Linked DNA regions of Pan troglodytes: region 1 is linked to region 2. The links are chromatin contacts, called in public HiChIP or PLAC-seq maps. All regions are on one chromosome and are shown on one strand. The core of a region is the stretch at or near the end of the contact, and the rest is flanking DNA. Distances in the headings are between cores, read along the strand shown.

What was found. HiChIP or PLAC-seq counts read pairs in DNA pulled down with a chosen protein or histone mark.
Region 1: an H3K4me3 HiChIP or PLAC-seq map of stem cell-derived excitatory neurons shows a contact between it and region 2, with 12 times the contacts expected there. The contact joins the promoter of MYOD1 here to the promoter of KCNJ11 in region 2. A contact is called at or near these places in 1 of 7 Hi-C or Micro-C datasets (stem cell-derived neural progenitor cells) and 1 of 1 datasets of contacts at active chromatin or transcription factors (stem cell-derived excitatory neurons).

The regions. Positions count from the first base shown.
Region 1 is chr9:21,774,963-21,779,455 of NHGRI_mPanTro3-v2.0_pri, reverse strand. MYOD1 (myogenic differentiation 1) reads right to left here and starts at 1,852. Exons shown (of 3, transcript XM_508311.7): 1 at 991-1,852; 2 at 423-501; 3 at 1-149. The coding sequence starts at 1,620.
Region 2 is chr9:21,446,590-21,450,921 of NHGRI_mPanTro3-v2.0_pri, reverse strand. KCNJ11 (potassium inwardly rectifying channel subfamily J member 11) reads left to right here and starts at 1,898. Exons shown (of 2, transcript XM_003312937.4): 1 at 1,898-2,119; 2 at 3,445-4,332. The coding sequence starts at 3,461.

The sequences.
Region 1 (4,493 bases), core at 603-3,102, 330 kb before region 2:
GGCAGCCTCTTGCCTGCGTGGAGGCGACTCAGAAGGCACGTCGGCCAGCAGGAGGGCGGGCGCCGCAGGGCTCTCGGTGGAGATGCGCTCCACGATGCTGGACAGGCAGTCTAGGCTCGACACCGCCGCACTCTTCCCGGGCCTGGGTTCTGCTCGGGGAGGGCTCGGTTAGTAAGCAGGGGTGGGGCCGCGACAAGCCTCCCACCCCCGGGCCCAGTACTTTTGAGACAGATTGGAAACTGAGGACTTGTTAGAGTCCGGGACAATCCAAAAGAGAGGGAGCTACTTGCTTAGTATTTCATCTCCTGTACCACTTCCCAGGACATAGGCGTGTGTGAGTGGGGGTGGGAGCGTCCTAGATAGAGGCCAGGACAGCTCCATGAAGGAGGAGGAGCGAGCAGGGAGAGGCCCGGAATACCCACCGCTGGGCGCCTCGTTGTAGTAGGCGCCTTCGTAGCAGTTCCGCCGCCGGGCGCCGCTCGGGGGGCCGCTGTAGTCCATCTGCAAACAGCAAGGGCGACTGAGTCAGGCCCGCGGGACGGCTCGAGGCCCGAACACCAATTCCTGTAGCCGCCCCCTCCCTAACTCTAGCCTAAGGCTCTAGTTCCGGGCCCAGACCTGTCCTGGTTGGGGGGGTAATTACGGGTGGGTAGGAGATGAGGTCTGCAACATGCAGGGCCAAAAGAAGGGCGGACAGTCACCAAGGGGCGCAAATTTACGTTTTGGAAGTAGGGATAAGTAGAGAAAAAGATCTTCACGTTCGCGCTGCAGTGTTCTAATAGCGCCCCCAATGGGGCAGCTCGAACGCTTGCCCGCACACTTCCAAAACAGGCTACCCCAGTGACAGCTGCCCAGGACAAGGGGGTCCCCTCTCTCGGGAAGGATCCTGGCCCAAACCTCCCGCAAGGCCAGCTCCCCGCCCTCGGAAACGCGTCCCTGATATCCCGAGCTCCGTCCTAACTTCCTCACTTCCTGGGGTCCCGGCCTTACCATGCCGTCGGAGCAGTTGGAGCGCGGGCTGGACGCGTCGGAGTCGCCGCTGTAGTGCTCGCCGCCGCTGCCCGGGGGCAGCGGGCCCGGCGCATAGAAGGCGGCTGCGGCGCCAGGGGGCGCGGCGTCCTGGTCGCGCAGCAGAGCCTGCAGGCCCTCGATATAGCGGATGGCGTTGCGCAGGATCTCCACCTTGGGCAACCGCTGGTTTGGATTGCTCGACGTGCAGCGCTTGAGTGTCTCAAAGGCCTCATTTACTTTGCTCAGGCGGCGCCGCTCGCGCATGGTGGCGGCCTTGCGGCGGTCGGCGTTGGTGGTCTTGCGCTTGCACGCCTTGCAGGCCCACAGTAGGCAGCGGCCCGCCTGGTGGTGCCCGCTGGGCGCGCGCACATGCTCGTCCTCACGTGCGCCCGGGGCCGGGTGCACCGCCGCGGGGAAGTGCGAGTGCTCTTCGGGTTTCAGGAGCGCGCCCACGTGCATCAGGCGCGGGTCCAGCTCTTCGAAGAAGCGCAGGTCCGGGGAGTCGAAACACGGGTCGTCATAGAAGTCGTCCGTTGTGGCAAAGGAGCAGAGAGAGCCGTCGGGGGCCGTCAGGTCTACGTCGCGGAGCGGTGGCGACAGTAGCTCCATATCCTGGCGGTGGCGCGGCACGGTCCTGGCTTCGCCCAACCCAAGCGGCAGAGAGTGGCCGGAACTTTCTGCCGCTCGGGAGCCCCGGCTGTAGATAGCAAAGTGCTGGAAGTCTGAATGCCCACCCACTGTCCCCCACCCCTCCCTCTCCTGTCTGGCCTGATTTGTGGTTAAGGAAAGCGGCGGCAGCGCCCCAGGGCTTCCTCACCCCTAGCTTCTCGCCAGGCGCCCTGGGCTATTTATCCGTAGTAGCCTAAACGCCCCGGAGCCCAGGCGGGCAGCTGGGGGAGGGGGAGCCCGAGGCCAATAGGAACACTGCGGGGCGGGGCTTGGGGGGGGTCCCCGGGGTGGCCGCAGGGGCCCGCAGACTGGCCAGCCAGCCCGCCCCTCCACACTGGCGTGCGCGCTCGGTCCCCTACTGGGCAGGGAGGGAGGGAGCGACCGGCAGCCCTAGGCGGCTGCACTTGGCTCTCCGGCACGCCCTTTCCAAACCTCTCCAACACCCGACTGCTGTATCCGCGGGAAACGCTGGCTGCGCGCGCTCACCTCTGAGCTGACTTTCAACACTCCTCTGTCCCCTGATTTGCGGGGGACCCATGGGTAGAGCGGCTGTAGAAATCAGGTCGTGAGAGATTTGGAGAGAGGCAAGGCATTGGGGGCACAGAGCTGAGGAGTGAGACCGTGAAAGAGGGACCGAAAGAGGCTGAGAGACACGCAGAAAGCAGAAAGCTTAGAGCGTCAGGGGCAGAGAAACGCACGAGTGCAACAACAGGCAGAGAGACCCCGAGAGTTGAAGTGGGCGAGCCCGAGACAAACGGTTGGTAGAGGCTCTGATATTCCGCCAGTCCCCGACCTGGGAGTTGCTCAGCAGGTCGTGGGCCCAGTCCTTCTTCCCTAGACGCTTAGAAACCCAGCTATGGTTGTACAGGAATCGGGGATTGCTGCTAAAGCTTCGCGCCAATCTCTCCAAACTCGGATCCTGCCCAGGTTAGGAATCCCCTCCATCTAAATCTGCACGTTTCCACAGCAGGGGTGTCCAGTGCCATGCCTGGGGTCTAGGCTGAGCTGCCTCTTCAGCTGGGAAGAAAACCCTTCTGCTCGGGGCTTGGCTCCGCCTCACTCGCGGTGCTGAGTCAAGGAAAGTGCATTTCGCCAAGGTGTCAAACTTCAGGACCTGGCCTGAGAACCTGACCTCATCTCACCTGAAGTCTCCGAGAGTGCGGTTTGCAGACCAGTTGAGACCAGACTCCAGAGTTTCCCAACTGTGTGATTTTGTGGAAGTCATGTCTCCTTCCTGAGCCTCAGTTTCCAGTTATAGATTTGGGGATGACAGTAATTTCTTGGAGTAATTGTGGTGGGGATGAGAGTCTGAAGAGACCAAGGATATGGAAGCCCTCAGGCGGTGATGTAGGGTTATTCGAGCAAGGGGCTTTCAGAGTTGGATGCTGTGTCCCGCAGGCTTACAACTCATCTGTGGCACCATGCCCTGACGGAGTCCCAAGAGTCTCCAGGCCTTAGCTGTGTCTCTTTCCTGCAGCCTCACTGGAAAGGCTGGAAACAGGAGGAGGCAACCACCCCATGGGATGTGGGATATCTGGCTCCCATACAAGCCTCAGCATACCGGCCACCCCCATGGGGGTCTCTCAGCCTCTTCCTGAATCTGCAGTTCACACAGTCCTCTCAGCACTCTGGCTAGGAATCTCTGTTGGCCATACATCCCTGCCTGGATCTCCCCTCCTGGAAACCAGAAATTTAAGCAGGAGTGATCTTTGTGCCTTTCCCACTAACTTCTGGAAGGCATTCTAGCTGGCCGTTCCGGGCCCTAAGAAGTCCTCCCTTCCCACAAAACTCAGAGGGCTCTGTTGGGGTCCTAACTTCTTCACTTCTCTGCTGCTGGTAGTGGTGCTAAAGGTCTCCCTTCATGAAGTACTCACCTCGCTTTACTCCATAGGGCCCACCTGTATTTGTTCATTCAGTAAAGTCTACATCATGGAGCAGCAGTGACAGTAACTCTAAATCCTGGCAGAGGCAGCAAAGTCCTGGCGTCACCCCACCCAAGCTGCAGGGGGTCACCCAGAAATCCACATATTGTTAGGTATCCATTATGTGGCAGGTACCAGTCCAAGTGTGGGGCTAGAGCAATGAACAAAACCAAGACTCTGCTTACATGGCACTTACATTGTCAATGTAAGCAGGGTGATAGACAATGAACAAATAAACAAGGAAGTATGTGATGCCAGGAGGTTAGAAGCTTTATGAAGAAAAAGCAAGGCAGGGAGACACAGTGATGAAGATTATGGAGTGATTAGAGAAGGCCTCTCTGCTACATTTGAGCAGAGACCTGAATGAAGAGAATTGGAAGCAGATACCTGGAGATATGTAGGGCCAGATAGAGGGATAAGCATGTGCAAAAGTCCTGAGGCAGGACCGTGTTTGGCAGATTCAAAGTATGGCAAGGAGGCTCATATGTCTGCAGCAGGGTGAGTAAAAGAGATAGTGGGAAATGGGCTGAGAGAGAGAGCAACAGGATTATATTCTGAGATGGCTTGAGCCATCTCACTGGAGGGCTTGAGCAGAAGAGAAGAATATCACTATCTGATTTACATTTTAACAGGAGCATGCTGGTTACTGGAGGGAAAGGGCAGAAGGAGGGAGACCAATTAGGAGGCTATTGCAATAATCCCAGTGAGTGGAGCTGGTGAAAAGTGGTGGTTGAATTCTAGATATATGTTTTCAAGATGGAGCTAGCAGTATTTACTCATGATTGCATGTGGGAAGTGAGATAAGCAAGGAGCTAAGGATGACTTCTGCAAGAATGGAGTTGGGAAGACTAGGTTTGTGAGTGGTAGATTAAGTGTCCAGGTTTGGGCAAA
Region 2 (4,332 bases), core at 649-3,148:
TCAGGGAGGTGGGAGAGAGATTACAGCAGTGGGGAGGGCATCATATCAGAGAGCCCTGAATGCCAGAGCAAGGAGTGTGGGGTATGCCCATGGACAAAAAGGGAGAAGGGTTTTGAGCAAGAAAGGGACTTGACAAGTTCAGTATTTGGTGGAGATGACTATAAGCAAGTGCAGGATGGAGCAAAAGGGGAGGCTGAGCCTTTCAGGTGGGAGACTCAGCCTCTCAGAAGGGTGAGCAGCAGGGAGGGAGGTGAGGCCTCAAGGCTGCACCGGGAGGCAGAACCCAGCCTTTCCAGCTCTGAGATTTCCCCAGGGGCCCAGCAGCTTCCTCCACTGTGAGATCTCCCAAGAGCAGACCGGGGAACTGAAAGAGGACTCCACAAGCCTACCACTGCTCCAAAGCCACCCCACCTCGACAGATTGAAGGGAAGTAGCAGGGGCAGGGCTGGGCCCACAGTGAGGTGTTGCACGGATGCCCAAGGTCATCCTGGCCCAAAATCCCTGTATAACATCCCTCATGGCCCACCGACTTGATTTGGGTACCCCACAGATGTGGCTCATCTCTGGTTATTGTTATTAGAACTGACTCTTGCATATGTGAAACCAAAGCCTGCCTCTGTTCCACTTAGTGTCCTGGTTCTACTCTTTGGGCCACAAAAAACTACTAGTTCATCCTCCTTCAAGGCCAGGTGTTTCTGCAATAGTGCCCAAATCCCTGGGGGACTTTCCTTTTCTGATGGCTGGACAGTTGTAGTTGCCTCAGAGATTTCCCCATGTAACCCTGTCTCCTTGAGCTTCCCACTCTGCTCATCTCATTTTACCCTCCCCTTCCTAGACAATGCATCTTTCTTAGTATAGCCCATGATCACACCCATCCTTTGTAGCGGTGTTCGCTCTGCCTGCAGGTGGGTAGGGAGAGAAAGGAAAATCCAATATAAAATGCATATCGTGCCCCCACTGTGGCCCACAGCCACACTGCCCTTTCCAGACCCTGTCTCAAGCCCCCACTCCAACAAAATGGCCACAGATGGTCAGGGGTTCTTCCATAAGGATCTGAGCCACAGACAGCGGTAAAGCCGTTACTGTTCCAACAACAGAGATCTAGCAGGCTTTGCCTCCCAGCTGAGAACCCGGGTCCATGCCACAGGGCAGCCTCAGGCTAATGCCTGAACAGAAACACTACCATGCCGGGACCAAGAGCCTGGGTCCCCCAGTGCCCGAGGCAGCCCTAACACACTGTTCAGGCCTAAATACCACCTATGACCTAACGTGGAAGAAGTCAGGTGACAGGTGTGAGAAAGTGTAAAGCAAGTGGCCTCGGCTCAAACCTTCTTTAAAGTAGGGCCGGAATGGTTGAGAAGATGGAGCCGCCCAGGCTGCCCCACTGCAGTAGCAGGTGTTAAACTGTGCTCCTTTCCTGCCGAGGCCTTTTTTTTTTTTTTTTTTTTTTTTTTATGAGAGGGAGTCTGAGCTTCCATCAGATTGTCAAAGGATTCAAGACTAAGATTAAGAGCATCCCCCAAAGAGAAGCAGCTGCAGGTTGAGAGGTCCTCGGACCGCCTAATTTCCGCCAGCCCTGGGATTGGTGGCTCCGCCTCTCAGCGCCTCCTTTCCCGGGGAACCTGCAAACCTGGCGCGGCCGAGAGGCGGATTACTGACCCAAATACGGATGGGGATATTGGGGGAGGGGAGCCAGGGCGACAGGGCGGCGGCCCCAGACTGGGAGGGCGGGTCACAGATCCCTCCCAGCCCCCCACTTAGGTAGAGCGTGGGCAGGAGGAACCTCTGGGTTCCGAGGATCAGAAAAACTCCAAAGGCCAGGTTGAGAGTCCCGGGAGGGGAGGTGGAGGGCGGGGGCGGGGAGGGGCGCGGGAGGGGCGGGGGCTTGCTCCGGCCCCGCCCCCTGCGCTCCGGTGCAGGTCGGGCTCCCCCTGGCGGTCCGCGGCCCCGTTCCTCTCCTCGTGCGCCCCCCTCCCGCCGTCCTAGACCCCTGCCTAGCCCAGGTCGGTCTCCGCGGACCCACGGACGGACAGACAGACGGGAGGACGGCCAGCCGCGAGCGCCCGGGCGGCGGGAGGGGGCGGGGAGGCGACGGCCGTGGCGTGAGGAGCAGGAGCAGGTGCAGCGGCGGCGGCGGGCGGGGCCGGGACCCGGCGCGGAGCGGGGGCCGCGGCGCGGGCGGGCGGCAGGGACCGGGAGGCCGCGACTCGGAGTCAGCCCCGCCGGGTCGCGCGCGGGGCCGGGGAGCCGGAGTTGAGCCGGGTGGGGTGGTGACTCCAGAGAACGCAGGATCCCAAGGAGACAGAGAGGACGAGAGCTGGAGGGGGATCCGGAGAGCGGCGGGGGCGCTCCGGGAGGGGTGGAGTAGGACACAGGGGGCGCATCTGGAGGGGAGACGGGGCGGGGGTGGCCAGGACCTGAGCTGGAGCCTGGGAGCCCGAAGGCCAGACAGGTGAGGCGGGAGACCCGGAGGTGGGGGTGAGGTCCGGTTAGTGGGAGAGATCCGGAGGTGTTAAGTTCTGAGCTGGGCTGGGAAGGCAGGCTGGGCAGGGAGAAGGGCTCTCAGCGGGAGGCCCAGGGGTGGTCAGCAGGTGGGGGAAGCTGGGGGAGGACGCAGGGCCAGGTGGAGAGCCGGCAGGGTTGGGGGCTCCCTAGGCGACAGGCAGGTGGGCTCAAGGGTGAGGCTGTTTTTTGTTTTGTTTTTTGTTTTTGAGACGGAGTCTCGCTCTGTCGCCCAGGCTGGAGTGCAGTGGCGTGATCTCGGCTCACTGCAACCTCCGCCTCTCGGGTTCAAGCGATTCTCCTGCCTCAGCTTCCTGAGTAGCTGGGATTACAGGTGCGCACCACCATGCCCACCTAACTTTTGTATTTTTAGTAGAGATGGGGTTTCACCATGTTGGTCAGGCTGGTCTCGAACTCCTGACCTAGTGATCTGCCCTCCTCAGCCTCCCAACGTACTGGGATTACAGGCGTGAGCCACCGCGCCCGGCCTGAGGCTGGTATTAAGAAGTGAAGTGGGACCCAGGTGGAGGTAAGGAAGAGTCTGGTGGGGAGTTATCTCAGAAGTGAGGCCAGCACAGGCTGAGTGCAGCCCCAGGGTGAGAAGGTGCCCACCAAGAGGACGCTGCAGTGAGGCCCTAGGCCACGTCCGAGGGGTGCCTCCGATGGGGGAAGCCCCTCCCTCGGGGTCACCGGAGCCATGCTGTCCCGCAAGGGCATCATCCCCGAGGAGTACGTGCTGACACGCCTGGCAGAGGACCCTGCCGAGCCCAGGTACCGTGCCCGCCAGCGGAGGGCCCGCTTTGTGTCCAAGAAAGGCAACTGCAACGTGGCCCACAAGAATATCCGGGAGCAGGGCCGCTTCCTGCAGGACGTGTTCACCACGCTGGTGGACCTCAAGTGGCCACACACATTGCTCATCTTCACCATGTCCTTCCTGTGCAGCTGGCTGCTCTTCGCCATGGCCTGGTGGCTCATCGCCTTCGCCCACGGTGACCTGGCCCCCAGCAAGGGCACTGCTGAGCCCTGTGTCACCAGCATCCACTCCTTTTCGTCTGCCTTCCTTTTCTCCATTGAGGTCCAAGTGACTATTGGCTTTGGGGGGCGCATGGTGACTGAGGAGTGCCCGCTGGCCATCCTGATCCTCATCGTGCAGAACATCGTGGGGCTCATGATCAACGCCATCATGCTTGGCTGCATCTTCATGAAGACTGCCCAAGCCCACCGCAGGGCTGAGACCCTCATCTTCAGCAAGCATGCGGTGATCGCCCTGCGCCACGGCCGCCTCTGCTTCATGCTGCGTGTGGGTGACCTCCGCAAGAGCATGATCATCAGCGCCACCATCCACATGCAGGTGGTACGCAAGACCACCAGCCCCGAGGGCGAGGTGGTGCCCCTCCACCAGGTGGACATCCCCATGGAGAACGGCGTGGGTGGCAACAGCATCTTCCTGGTGGCCCCGCTGATCATCTACCATGTCATCGATGCCAACAGCCCACTCTACGACCTGGCACCCAGTGACCTGCACCACCACCAGGACCTCGAGATCATCGTCATCCTGGAAGGCGTGGTGGAAACCACGGGCATCACCACCCAGGCCCGCACCTCCTACCTGGCCGATGAGATCCTGTGGGGCCAGCGCTTTGTGCCCATTGTAGCTGAGGAGGACGGACGCTACTCTGTGGACTACTCCAAGTTTGGCAACACCATCAAAGTGCCCACACCACTCTGCACGGCCCGCCAGCTTGATGAGGACCGCAGCCTACTGGAAGCTCTGACCCTCGCCTCAGCCCGCGGGCCCCTGCGCAAGCGCAGCGTGCCCATGGCCAAGGC